Regions from separate parts of the Mus musculus genome. Here regions 1, 2 and 4 are each linked to region 3. The links are chromatin contacts, called in public HiChIP or PLAC-seq maps. All regions are on one chromosome and are shown on one strand. Each heading gives the region's core, a stretch centred on a gene start, on an enhancer-like site or on the middle of the called end of the contact. The rest is flanking DNA. Distances are from core to core; before and after follow the strand shown. Region 1 overlaps Rab3gap2 (RAB3 GTPase activating protein subunit 2). Region 2 has its middle 15 kb from the start of Gm34229. Region 3 holds the start of Mtarc2 (mitochondrial amidoxime reducing component 2). Region 4 overlaps Gm34797 (a long non-coding RNA gene).

Region 1 (3,022 bases), core at 231-2,730, 380 kb before region 3:
CCTTAAAAAGGCTCGCCGGACTTCTGGCACCAAGCCTCTCTGCTGCAAACGCCTTTATTCTCTCAAGTCAACTTGCAGAGCAGTGATGGCAAGCACAGAAACAGAGCACCTGGGTCCAGCGGACGGGCCGGCCTCTCAGCACGGGACTCAGCTATGGTGGCTGCTGCCTCACTAACTCTTGGAAACATCTCTGTAGATTCTCTTCATGATCCAGCCTCACCATGGACTAGCTCTCCAGTGATGGACCAATGGCAGCAAAAGCTCACCTTCCTCCACTACTCAGCCTCTGCCCAACGGCAGCCGACTGAGAACACCCTCGGTGCTTATGGTTGCAGTGCCTGGACACCACTGAACAGAAAGGGTACAGCAAGACACTCTGGTTCCACTGTTGGCATCATCTTGAATGTGGACAAAATCCAGTTTTGTTCTGGGGAAGTCTGAGGTCTGTTCCTAGCAGGAGCCTTCGAAGTCTCCTTTCCACTTTACCTTCCTGTGGGTGATAATATCTGTGACCTTGGCGAGGACTTGGACTTCTGAATTTTGAGTATCTGACAAGCCTCTCATTTTGCTACTTGCTGTGCCTCTGGATATAACCCATTAGGGTTGCTCATAATCACAGAAAGTAGTTGACGTAACAGTCTTACCTCTGCTGAGTGACATGCCTGGTACAGCTGTGAGGAGAAACAAAGAAAAGGAGGAGGCCTTCCAGACCACAAACAAACGATGTAGGTAAAAACCATGATGGGGTCTGAACTGGGAGTGGGTAGGAGCCAGTGAGTCAAAACAGGTAAATCCATACACAGAAAGTCAGTCAGTTGTCACTGGAGGACAGGAAAGTCTAGGAAGTGACCAGTAATGGGTAATGGGGGTTCTCTTAGGGTAATTAAATATTATTAACTTCGATGGTGACAGTAGTTAGAGAACTTTGAGAATACTAAGAAAACTGAGTTGTATACTTTAAGAGTGAATTATATAGTATGCAAGTCACCAATATAACATACATGTAACGTAACAATGTTGACACAAATCTGAGTGATTGAAATGACACATTAAATACTTGTTTAACACAGAGAATGGAGTAAAGAGTTAGAAGACACTCTGACGGCCAATCCTGGTTATCACCAACTAGAACTAGGAAGAACCTCATGGCTGAGCACTGAGCGGAAGACAGGCTTCCATTTCGATACCTAAAGTGGAAAGGTCCATCTTAAAATGTGGGCATCATTTTCCAGTAGCAGCCCACACCATGAGGTCCTTTGCTGTCTGCCTCTGCTCCTGCTGCCAAGTTCATCTACCCCACCTTCACTGATACAGAAGCCTGCTTCTTCAGGCTTCCAACACTGACTGAAGACAGTGGCTCTCCAGGAACCTTCCAGGCCTTCAGCACCACACTAGGACTGCTGAGACAGCCAGAGGCATGGACTAACTCAGAGCTACAGGCTCTGAGTTTCCAGGGTTTTGTCAGACACTCGGGTCATGTCATGGACCAGTTTAATAGGTCCCTTCTAACATAGTCATTCCTCTGATTCGCTTCCCCTAGGGAACAGTGACTAATACAGGAACTAAAAAGTGATGAGGTATATACAAAATAAATAGCCAAATTGCAGATGGAAATTTAACTACAACAATCACAAAATCATAAAATGAAAGCCTTGATGAAAGCCTTATGTATCAGGCTGACTAAAAATGCAAAATCCAGCTATCTATTAAAAACACAAATTAGCTTCAAAACCCTAAGTCAGCTAAGATGGAAAGGCTTGGAAAGAGGCACGCCATGGAGGAACAGCCTGTGTGAGGTGCAGACAGGACAGATATACTACACACCAGCAGGGACACTGCACACTTCCAAGCAGGAGCCGTGGAGAAGTACGACAAGCATACAGGGAGACACTCGCTCTACAGGAGAACTGCTCAGTCCTGACACAACTCTGGCAAAGCTCAAAGGAAGAGGCAGCTCCACAAAACACGGACATTTCCACTTTCTTCTCTCGCTGATGCAAAGAACAGAAATCAGGAAGAACAGAGAAGACATGAACAGAGCGGCCCACCTGAAATATAGAGAACCTTCCCGATCAACAGCAGAATTCTTCCCAGAGATGAACATCTTTTAGAACAGACCATATATTAATCTATAAAATGGGCTCTATAGATTTCAACAGTTTGGAAGTACATAACAGCCCTCTGATAACAGGGTAAAATCAGAACTACTCAGCAGAAAGAAATCTGGCGAATTCCCGATAACAGTTTTCCTTCTCTGCAGTTCTCCTTCTGTGACCGAGTCATCTGAAGCCAGGAGAAAATGCCAGCAGTGGGCCACCGTGGGTTCTAAAACATGTGCTCTTCTGACTTCCACAGTGAGATTTCACACTGTCCCACTCCACCGGCCCTGGGTCCTGAAGCTGTGAACTCTGCCTCTGTCCAGCACACTGCACTCACCATCAGTCTCTTAGTAGTCATTTTGTTTATTAAGGCAACAGCCTGAATATCATAGAGCAGATAACTTATTCTACTTAATAATGACTCCCAAATGCAAAGGTGGATGCTGCTGGCAATTTTATTACAGCATATTGTTAAAATGTTTCAACCTCATTGCTGATTATTGTTGTGACTATCTTTACTGCATCTAACTTATAAATTAAATTTCTCAAAGGTATGCACATGTACATATGAGATAAGTAGTACATATAGGATCTGTAGCTCTCCTAGAGGCTTCAGGCACCTACAGGGGTCTCATGAAGAGTCCCCCTCATCCTTAAGGGAAGACTACTGCATCTACAAACTAAGGAACATACTTCTAGCTCACAGATAAAAAAGAAGCCAAAAGAGATCAGAAAACATTTTGAACTGAATGAAATTGAAAACACACAACAAAACCTGTGGGAGCACAGAAGAACATATAGATTTATATTACAAGAAAAATACATTTAAAATAAATTATCTATAATGCTATCCTAAGAATCTAGAAAACAAAGACATAACTAAAGACAATGAAACAGGAAAAAATAATGAAGTTATCGAAACT
Region 2 (2,700 bases), core at 20-2,519, 400 kb after region 3:
CTATTAAAAATTAAGTAACGAAATCAAAGAAACCAAAATTTCAAATAAAGCTTGGTACCTGGGTCAACGATGAGAAACTTTGAACTCTTTCCTTAGTCTGGGTTTCAGTTTTAGCTCTGTAACCTTGAGCAATCTGCACACGGCTTTAAGCCTCAGTGTCTTCACCTTCAGGACATCAGAAATACTCATCAGCTTCGTTTCTCTTTGTCAAAAGGCTGCATCAAATGATGGTGGGATTCAGCTTGGCAGAGCGTGGGCTCGAGACTACCACTTAACGGCTGCCGTCCAAATATTTGCCACAACCTAAGTTAGCAGGCGAAGGACCTGGAAGTTAATCCGCCAGAGGCTTACTCCTGCCAGGGAGGACCAGAGGAGGTCAGAGAAACCCCTTTGGCTTTCATCATTTCTCCTTGTTTAAGTCTCTTCATAGTTCAAGAAGGAAGCAGCTTCCAGGCCTCTATTACTACTGCCCCCTGCTGGCTGGGGAGGGAAAGACTGGAGGCCCGAGATGAAGCACAAGTTGCCTCCTCTGGGCCTCTCTTCTCATGCTTCTCTTTGCCAGGTCCTCGGGTTTCTTTAAATATTAAAGCCAAATAGGCTCCTATAAAAAGACGTGAGGGCATGAATACCATCATTGCCTCTTCAGTACTGTAAAATTTTATGGTTATGTAGGAACTCAATATTAAAATAAAAAGCCACAAGGAAATTCCTCTGGATAAATAATTAGTTGTACTCGGAGACAGATAGAAGGGGCAATGAATTTCTCTCTTCTCTCTTCTCTCTTCTCTCTCTCTCTCTCTCTCTCTCTCTCTCTCTCTCCCTCCCTCCCTCCCTCCCTCCCTCCCTCCCTCCCTCCCTCTCTTTCTCTGACTTTTCAGCATAGACAGATGGTTTACGCATCTTCAGCATCCAGGGCTTTTGGGGAAGCGTTATATAACCTCAGAGCAGTCACCAAATGAAATAAGAAATTCCTCGTTTGGCAGACAGAGCTCGAGTATAGAGTTCATAAACTTTAAGAAGGCTCCCAAGTCCAAAATCAGAGACAACCTGCTCCAAGTCAGCTCCCATTTGCACTTAATTAGGGAGTGTGTTTTGGAGGTCAGTGAAAACCAGTGGAGTATGTTTTCATAATAACTTTCCTCACAATAAAATTATTTAGGAGGCAGCTGTCCAACTTTTTCTGGAATGAGGGCAAGAAAAATGAGGACACAGAGTGAAGTTATTGGATACCTTATCTGGAACTGCCCAAAGCGTTGTCTGGGATCCAAAGAACACACAGTACCTTCTGGATTAGGGGAGAGGAGCCAAGTGCTTTTATAGTCTCAACAATTTTCTTAACTGTGCAATTTTGCTTTATTGCTAACAAGTAAGTGAAGCAGTTTTGAGGATTTCAGATACTGGAGAACAAAAGCCGGCCTGGAGCTGTAACCGTGTCATTCTTCCTGAAGGAAAGCAGGAAGGGCTTGGATTGAGGACAACCCAAGAGTCAGGTTTGGAGAAAGCAGTCAATAGTGAGACTTAGGAATGGTCGCTGTGTGCACCTGAGCTACTCAGAGAGAACACAGAGTGTGGGGCACACTGGGCATCGGTGCCTCTGAGGACAGAGTTTTACATGGTGTTGTCCTTGCTCAGAGCTCTAGAGAATAGAAGAAATCTGAAGGCACACATTCCCTAACATTTTAGGTAAACAAATCCTAACAATATTTTAAGTTCTTTGTACCTATTTAAAATTGTTTATTTTTCCATAGGTTTTGATCACATTTCACCTCCTTGATTCCTCCCAGATCTTCCCCACCTTCATACCCACCAACTTCATGTTCTCTCTCTCTCTCTCTCTCTCTCTCTCTCTCTCTCTCTCTCTCTCTCTCAAATGACAAGAACAGAAATGAAAAAATGTAAATCAAACCAAACAAAAACCCAGTAATATTTAAAAAATGCCAAAATGAAACACACACACACACACACACACACACACACACACACACACATCACCACCACCACCACCACCACCACCACCACCACCACCACCACCATGTCTGGTTTGTGTTGTGTTGGTCACTCCTCTTGGCCCCAAAGCCAGCCCTGGAGTGTGGTTGATATACCCAATGACACTCCATTGGAGAAAACGGATTTTCCTCTTTCCCAGAAGGTAGCAATGGCAAATAACATCTTGGGTAGTGGTGGAACCCTGTGTCCACTTCCCCCTCTCAGTTCTGGACTCATCTGGCTTAGACCTGTGCGTGCTGCCACAGCCCTTATGAGCTCATATGTGCCTCAGTCCTATTGTGTCAGCCACCACGTCTGGCTCTTATAGTCTTTCCTCCCCTCTTCTACACAGTTCCCTGAAGCTCGAGGGCAGGGCTCTAATGAAGACATTCCATTTAAGATCATGTGCTCCAAAGGCCCTTACTCCCTGCATAGTGCCCAGTTGCAGATCCCTGTGCTAACAGTCTTCTAGTGCAAGAAGAAGCTTTTCTGATGGAATCGAGCAATGCTCTGAGCTGTGGGCATAGCAGTAGGAGTCATTTTATTGCTGTATTCCATAGCCGACTTTTCACTAGGCCCATGGCCCAGATAGTTTCAGCCTCTTGGACATTTTAACAGTCTCAGGGGAGGCTTCTGTCTCATAGGATAGACCTTAAAGCCATTTTTACTTTTTAAAAAAAGTATTATTTTAGCAGCCTGGGCTGCACAATAATG
Region 3 (2,756 bases), core at 12-2,511:
AGGCTCTCTCAGTCTGTGTCACCTATCAGAAGCAAACACACTTGCTCTGCCAGTTACAGAGGTTGGGGCTCTGTCCTGTCTTTCCTCCCATGCAGAAGTCTGTCGTCTCTGGTGACTGTCCACGCAGCAGAATTCAACATTCTAAGCCCTTGGCTATTTTAAAATTTTTATTTTTATTTTAAGTATGTGGATGTTTTTGCCCGCATGTATGCCTGAGTACCACCTGTGTTCCAGCTATCTGCGGGGGGCAGAGAGAGTGGGGGTCTGCAGGGGGCAGAGAGAGTGGGGGTCTGCAGGGGGCAGAGAGAGTGGGGGTCTCTTGGCACTGGAATTGCAGACAGATACGATCTGCTATGTAAGTACTGGGAGTCCATCTGGGTGCTCTTAACCACTGAGTCATTTCGCCATTTATTTATTTAGCGTTTATTCTCCCCCTGTCTCCTCTTTCTGTCTCTCCATGTACACCTCCCACCCTCTCCTCTCTCGTGTCTCTTGTCTCAGTCTTCCCCTCCCCTTCCCAGTCCCCCTCTCCTTCTCCCTCCCACTCTCTCTGTTTGTTCAAGAAATGGTTCCCTCCCTTCTATCACATGGCTCCCAGGGACTGAATTCGAGATGTCAGTGTTGGCAGCCAGGACCTTTATGGGTTGAGCGGCTTTCAACTGATGAGTTAATCATTGATGCTTCTGAGACAGGTCCTGGCCATCAATAGCCCACCGTGATCTTGAACTTGGGGCTATCTCTTAGCCAAAGCCTGACATTTGGATTCCGTTTAGATCGTTGTCTGAGAAAAGTCGACCAGAGTCCTCTATTCGGACCTCAGCAAGTGGTAAGCTCTGGCAGCCTTTCCCTTCCTTGCGCTGTCTTAATTGGCTGGTGTACCTGTAACCTCAGGTCACGCTGCCAGAAGCCGCGCCAGTAGTTTTGTCTCTACCTGCAGAGATGGAAGCCGAGCGTTCCAGAGAGTTGCGCGATCTTCGGGAGACCTATCCCAAAGTTGTCCCCAGGAAACATTCCTCCATTCTGCTTCATTTCAGTGCAGCAGCTTCTTGCACAATTGAGTGTGCTCCTTTTAGAAGCAAAAGGGTTAATGAGTGTAGCAGGTTGAAGAGTCATGGGGGGAGGGATCACTTTAAAGGCGGACAGAGACAAAGTAAAATGAAAGTGACCACCCCACGCTGTCACCCGCGATGGGCGTGGGCCAGGCTCCGCCGACACTGATCTGGACGTGAGCAGCATAAGTTTGACAGGCAGTGCGGCTGCGCCAACCCTGGCTCCTCCCACACTCCCGGAGCCTTAAGCCCCGCCTCGACACCGCGGCCCAGTAGCCCAGGCCTGCCCGGGATAGTGTAACATGGGTTCCTCCAGCTCTACGGCTCTGGCTCGCCTCGGCCTCCCTGGGCAGCCGCGGTCCACCTGGCTCGGCGTCGCCGCGCTGGGGCTGGCTGCGGTGGCGCTGGGGACCGTAGCTTGGCGTCGCACGCGTCCCCGGCGGCGCCGGCAGCTGCAGCAGGTGGGCACGGTGTCGAAGGTTTGGATCTACCCGATCAAGTCCTGCAAGGGGGTGTCGGTGTGTGAGACCGAGTGCACGGACATGGGGCTGCGCTGTGGCAAAGTGCGCGACAGGTACGCCGAGCCCCGCACTGCACCGGGCGCGAATGGGCCGGGGCGAGGGAGGTGGGGCCTTGCCTATCCTTGCTCGGAAGTGTGAGACCTGGAACCAGGCGCCCCTCGGTGAGTGCAAACTTTGTGAGCCTGAGCCTGGAGCAAGTCGAGAGAGGAGTTCCGTACTGCAAGCTGTGTTCTCCCCAAACCTAGAAAGTAAGGGTTTGTTGCTTCTGGGAAACACACATATGGGAAAGAGATGACAGCAGTTACAGCACGGTGCACATTGACGAGCGTGTTCAAGTTGAAATCTAAGTTTGCAAGCCCAAATATGTCTGTGGGGAGACCTTCCGGGAGGAGAATTTTAGTTTTACCACATGCAAATTTACTCTAAAGCGAAACAGAGCGCCTGGATTTCGGCCCCCACCCCTTTCGGCTTCACAGAACTGAGGCTTGTTGCCTGAATTCTCTGGGCTGTCGAGCTTTGATCCTTTAGCTGCGAAGCCCGTGCTTCTGGCTAAAGTAGTTTTGGAAAACTGAGTTGGAGCATTCCTGGAACCCTGGGGGGTGGGGGGGGGGGGGGAGACTCCCCTGTCAGCTGTCCGTACAGCTCTCCTAACTGTAGGACACTAGAAATATAAAATGCCATTGGCTGAGCGTTTTCAAGAACATCGGGCCTTCCCTCTAGTTCTGGTGACCACTTGAACGAGTAAGGAGCAGAATTACACGGTTTGCCGGGGGTGGGGCGAGGGAGGGGTTGTGGTAGATGGCGATAGAGAGCTAGTCACAAACGGGTATGAAATAATAATAAAGGAGGTTAGAATAAAAAAAAAGAGTTTAGTTCTGCTACAGAATAAATTTATAGATCAGGAATTCCGCTCATGGATTTTCCATTCCTCATTGGCGGCCTATGTTTGCAATGCTGGGAGGTTTGGGTTTAAATTATCATTTACTGAGGGCCTGGGGATATAGCTCCGTTGGTAGGAGAGAGTGTTTGCCAAGGGTTCGTGAAGCCCTGAATTTTATCCTCCAGCATCCAAGGGAGGCATGGTGGCACATGCCAGTCATTTCCACACAGGAGGATCAGAAGTTCAAGGTCACTTCCAGGGAAGCTGTAGATTTGGGTTCAAGGCCTGCCTGAGCTATATGAAAAC
Region 4 (2,700 bases), core at 45-2,544, 260 kb before region 3:
TCCCATCTGAAAAGCAAGTCTTTATAAATGCCCTGAGCTTGCCAAGGGTGGGTGGGTGGTGAATGCCTTTAGTCCCAGCACTCTGGAAGGAGCGAGGAGGGGGGAGGGGGAGGGGGAGGGAGAGGGGTGAGGGGGAGGGGGAGGGAGAGGGAGAGGGAGAGGGAGAGGGAGAGGGAGAGGGAGAGAGAGGGGGGGTATGGATGAGTTTGAGGCCAACCTGGTCTAGAGAGTGAGTTCCAGGACAGCCAGGGCTACACAGAGAAACAGTGTCTGGAAAACACCAAGACAAAACCAAATGCCCTGAGCTGTGTCAGGTGAGGAAGGAAGAGAGACTGGAAGTGAAGAGAAAAGAAACCTGGAAAGATCAAGGAGCTGGGACAGAGTTCACCACACATTCCAGTTGGGTCCCACTTCCTGCTGTCATGAAACCACGAGACATTAGAATAGTCTGAGCTACTGTGACTTCTGAGAGACCCTTCCTCTAGGCCCTATGACTGGGCCTCACACCTGACTCTATTACAGGGGAGGGGCAAGGACACAGAGCGCTAAGACAATGTGCTTTCAGGCCAAGCTAACTGGGGATCGAATTTCTTTTCTGCCTTGCTCTAAGCTCCATGATATTGGGGAATCAGGACAATACCAGCTACATTGGAGTGTGTGTGTGTGTGTGTGTGTGTGTGTGTGTGTGTGTCTGTGTGTGCTCATGCATGTGAAAAATAAACACCAAGAACAACTGTAATATTGTAATAATATTTGGACACTAGTATTTGATAATTATAATTATTTTCTTTGTCTTGAGGCTGGTTTTTCTTTGTATACTTTATCAATGTACCTTTAGAAGGAGTGTCTAAATAATGCTTTGATACTGTGTCAATTATGGATACACACCACACACACACACTTATATCCACACTCAAATAGACACATCACACACTCTCATACACATTCATGAACACCATACACACACAGATACATCACACACTCACACACTCACACACACACACACACACACACACACACACACTCACACAGCACAGTGCTTCATATTTCACACGCTTCTGAAGAGGCATGACATACTAAATAAAGCTAGGAGTCCCTGTAAGCTTAAGTTCACAAGTGGTTAGGATGTGGGTCAGGTGCCTGGGCCCTAGTGTTGGCAGCTGTTGGGCAGAACTGTGGAGGTGAGATGCTTTCTGGGGCAGTCCAAAGGGGTAAGGGGGAGGCAAGGTGACAGAAAGCATGGAAGGCAAACCTAGACAGAGCAGGTTGCATTTGAAATCTAGGAGCCACGTGTAAGACTCCGCCCCAAACTGCATTGGCCTTAAAGGGTAACAGACAAGCTGATCTTGTGGATGGGAGGGAGGGAGACAGAATTTCTGGGCTAATTTTAAGAATGCAAGTGAATTTCCTGTGCCTCTATAGGCTAGTGGATGTGTGAATGAGTGGGTGTGAATTAAAGACCTTGCAGTGAGAGTGGCATTAATGGTGGCTTCCATACACTAGATCTCCTTCCTCATTCTGCAGGGCCTGTGTGAAGTTATACCTAAAACTGGCAAGGCCTAAGAGAGGATCCAGCTGTGGGAAGTCTAAGGCCCTGAGCTCCCCAAGGGCTCTGTACTTGTGTTGTGGATAGCCCTGGGGTCCCTTGTATTTTGATGCTAATTCCGCTCTCTTGGGAGGGGCTGCAAATGAGGAATGAGTTACATACTCAGGTGACTTCTGTGAACCATCCCCTAATGAAAGAAGGAGCCAATCACTGGGCGAGTAGGCGGGACTTCCAGGACTTCCTTTCAGAACAGAGGAAGAGATGAAGCCGGAGAGAGTTAGGCCCTTTTGGACAGGGATAGGGTGAGGACAAGATGTAGCTACAAGTGTCTTCTGGTTTCAATGGCAGATCCATCTGGATTCGCTACCCGACGAGGATTTAGATTTAATAAGGCTTATGAGATTAGGATTTTAGTTGTTGCACCCAGTGATTGAGTTACTGTCGTTTCTGAACTAAGTTTGTGTGTTTTCCTTCTGGGTTCAAGAGAGAAAGGTACGGCGGCAAAGGCTGTGAGGGCTTTGAAACATTGGCCTGGCATGATAACAGCCCACCAGTGGGAACTTAGCAAGCTAGGTGGAGAGATTTTGGAATTCTGAGTCAGTCTCCATGAGATAATAACAGGTCGGCTATTGCCCACCAGTGCAATGGTGCTGAGAGCTGCAACGGCCAGGCTGCTGGGGCAGAAAGTTGCAGGCATAAGCACCACGCGAATGTGCCCGTTCAGTTTTAATACTCCCCGCAACATATGTGATGGCTACAGAGCTTCTGTGGCTATGGGCTGAGATGACTGTGTGCTGGCTCCTGGGCAGTACATCTCTGTGTTCTCATTCCCTTCCAGGGCAGAGCCTTGCCAAGGGTGGACAGACTTCTCCTACTGCCCGTCTGAGAAGATGCCTCTAGTTATGCAGGTCTAGAAACTGGGTGTCAAGGATACCTGCATTCAGTCTTGGTGGTTTCTTCTCTTTGTTTGCTTCTTCTCCTTTGAGGCCATGCCACTCACACCACATCCATTTCCCCTCAGTACTGAGTAACATAAAAACCAGGTCTAGGACACGGAACTTAAGAGCTTAGATAGTTCATTCTAGTGAATGCTTAACCCAGATACATTCAACTAGAACTTTGTTAGTAAATCCAGGCTCGTTACTCTAAGTGGG

Evidence for each region. HiChIP or PLAC-seq counts read pairs in DNA pulled down with a chosen protein or histone mark.
Region 1: a contact with region 3 is called in an H3K4me3 HiChIP or PLAC-seq map of bone marrow-derived macrophages, with 3 times the contacts expected there. The contact joins the enhancer-like site here to the promoter of Mtarc2 in region 3. A contact is called at or near these places in 3 of 39 promoter capture datasets (the C10 cell line, cranial neural crest and frontonasal cranial neural crest), 1 of 484 Hi-C or Micro-C datasets (bone marrow-derived macrophages), 22 of 115 datasets of contacts at active chromatin or transcription factors (the 230-238 cell line, the NIH/3T3 cell line, the SCID.adh cell line and 14 more) and 1 of 9 other capture datasets (adipose tissue).
Region 2: a contact with region 3 is called in an H3K4me3 HiChIP or PLAC-seq map of bone marrow-derived macrophages, with 2.5 times the contacts expected there. The contact joins the enhancer-like site here to the promoter of Mtarc2 in region 3. A contact is called at or near these places in 7 of 39 promoter capture datasets (the 3T3-L1 cell line, the C10 cell line, the HPC-7 cell line and 2 more), 3 of 115 datasets of contacts at active chromatin or transcription factors (bone marrow-derived macrophages and pancreatic cancer cells) and 1 of 9 other capture datasets (liver).
Region 4: an H3K27ac HiChIP or PLAC-seq map of embryonic stem cells shows a contact between it and region 3, with 10 read pairs. The contact joins the enhancer-like site here to the promoter of Mtarc2 in region 3. A contact is called at or near these places in 1 of 39 promoter capture datasets (the 3T3-L1 cell line), 1 of 15 datasets of contacts at CTCF or cohesin (the NIH/3T3 cell line), 1 of 484 Hi-C or Micro-C datasets (nephron progenitors) and 4 of 115 datasets of contacts at active chromatin or transcription factors (the SCID.adh cell line, bone marrow-derived macrophages and embryonic stem cells).

Annotation. Positions count from the first base shown.
Region 1 is chr1:185,223,314-185,226,335 of GRCm38.p6, reverse strand. The region is part of intron 2 of Rab3gap2 (RAB3 GTPase activating protein subunit 2); the gene reads right to left. Among named protein-coding and RNA genes, the nearest start is that of Snora36b, 18 kb to the left of the region's middle. Within about 2 kb of position 1,480, at least 30 of the 459 cell types and tissues checked have an H3K27ac peak or open chromatin away from gene starts, as enhancers often do. A contact at or near this core is called in the NIH/3T3 cell line and bone marrow-derived macrophages, where this site is marked.
Region 2 is chr1:184,445,875-184,448,574 of GRCm38.p6, reverse strand. No RefSeq gene overlaps it. Among named protein-coding and RNA genes, the nearest start is that of Gm34229, 15 kb to the right of the region's middle. Within about 2 kb of position 1,269, at least 32 of the 459 cell types and tissues checked have an H3K27ac peak or open chromatin away from gene starts, as enhancers often do. A contact at or near this core is called in bone marrow-derived macrophages and pancreatic cancer cells, where this site is marked.
Region 3 is chr1:184,844,413-184,847,168 of GRCm38.p6, reverse strand. It overlaps Mtarc2 (mitochondrial amidoxime reducing component 2), which reads left to right and starts at 1,261. Exons shown (of 8, transcript NM_133684.4): 1 at 1,261-1,623. The coding sequence starts at 1,352. Gm34451 (a long non-coding RNA gene) reads right to left here and starts at 1,322. Exons shown (of 2, transcript XR_865818.3): 1 at 932-1,322.
Region 4 is chr1:185,104,120-185,106,819 of GRCm38.p6, reverse strand. All of the region lies in intron 2 of Gm34797 (a long non-coding RNA gene), which reads left to right. Among named protein-coding and RNA genes, the nearest start is that of Gm34797, 13 kb to the left of the region's middle. Within about 2 kb of position 1,294, at least 19 of the 459 cell types and tissues checked have an H3K27ac peak or open chromatin away from gene starts, as enhancers often do. A contact at or near this core is called in embryonic stem cells, where this site is marked.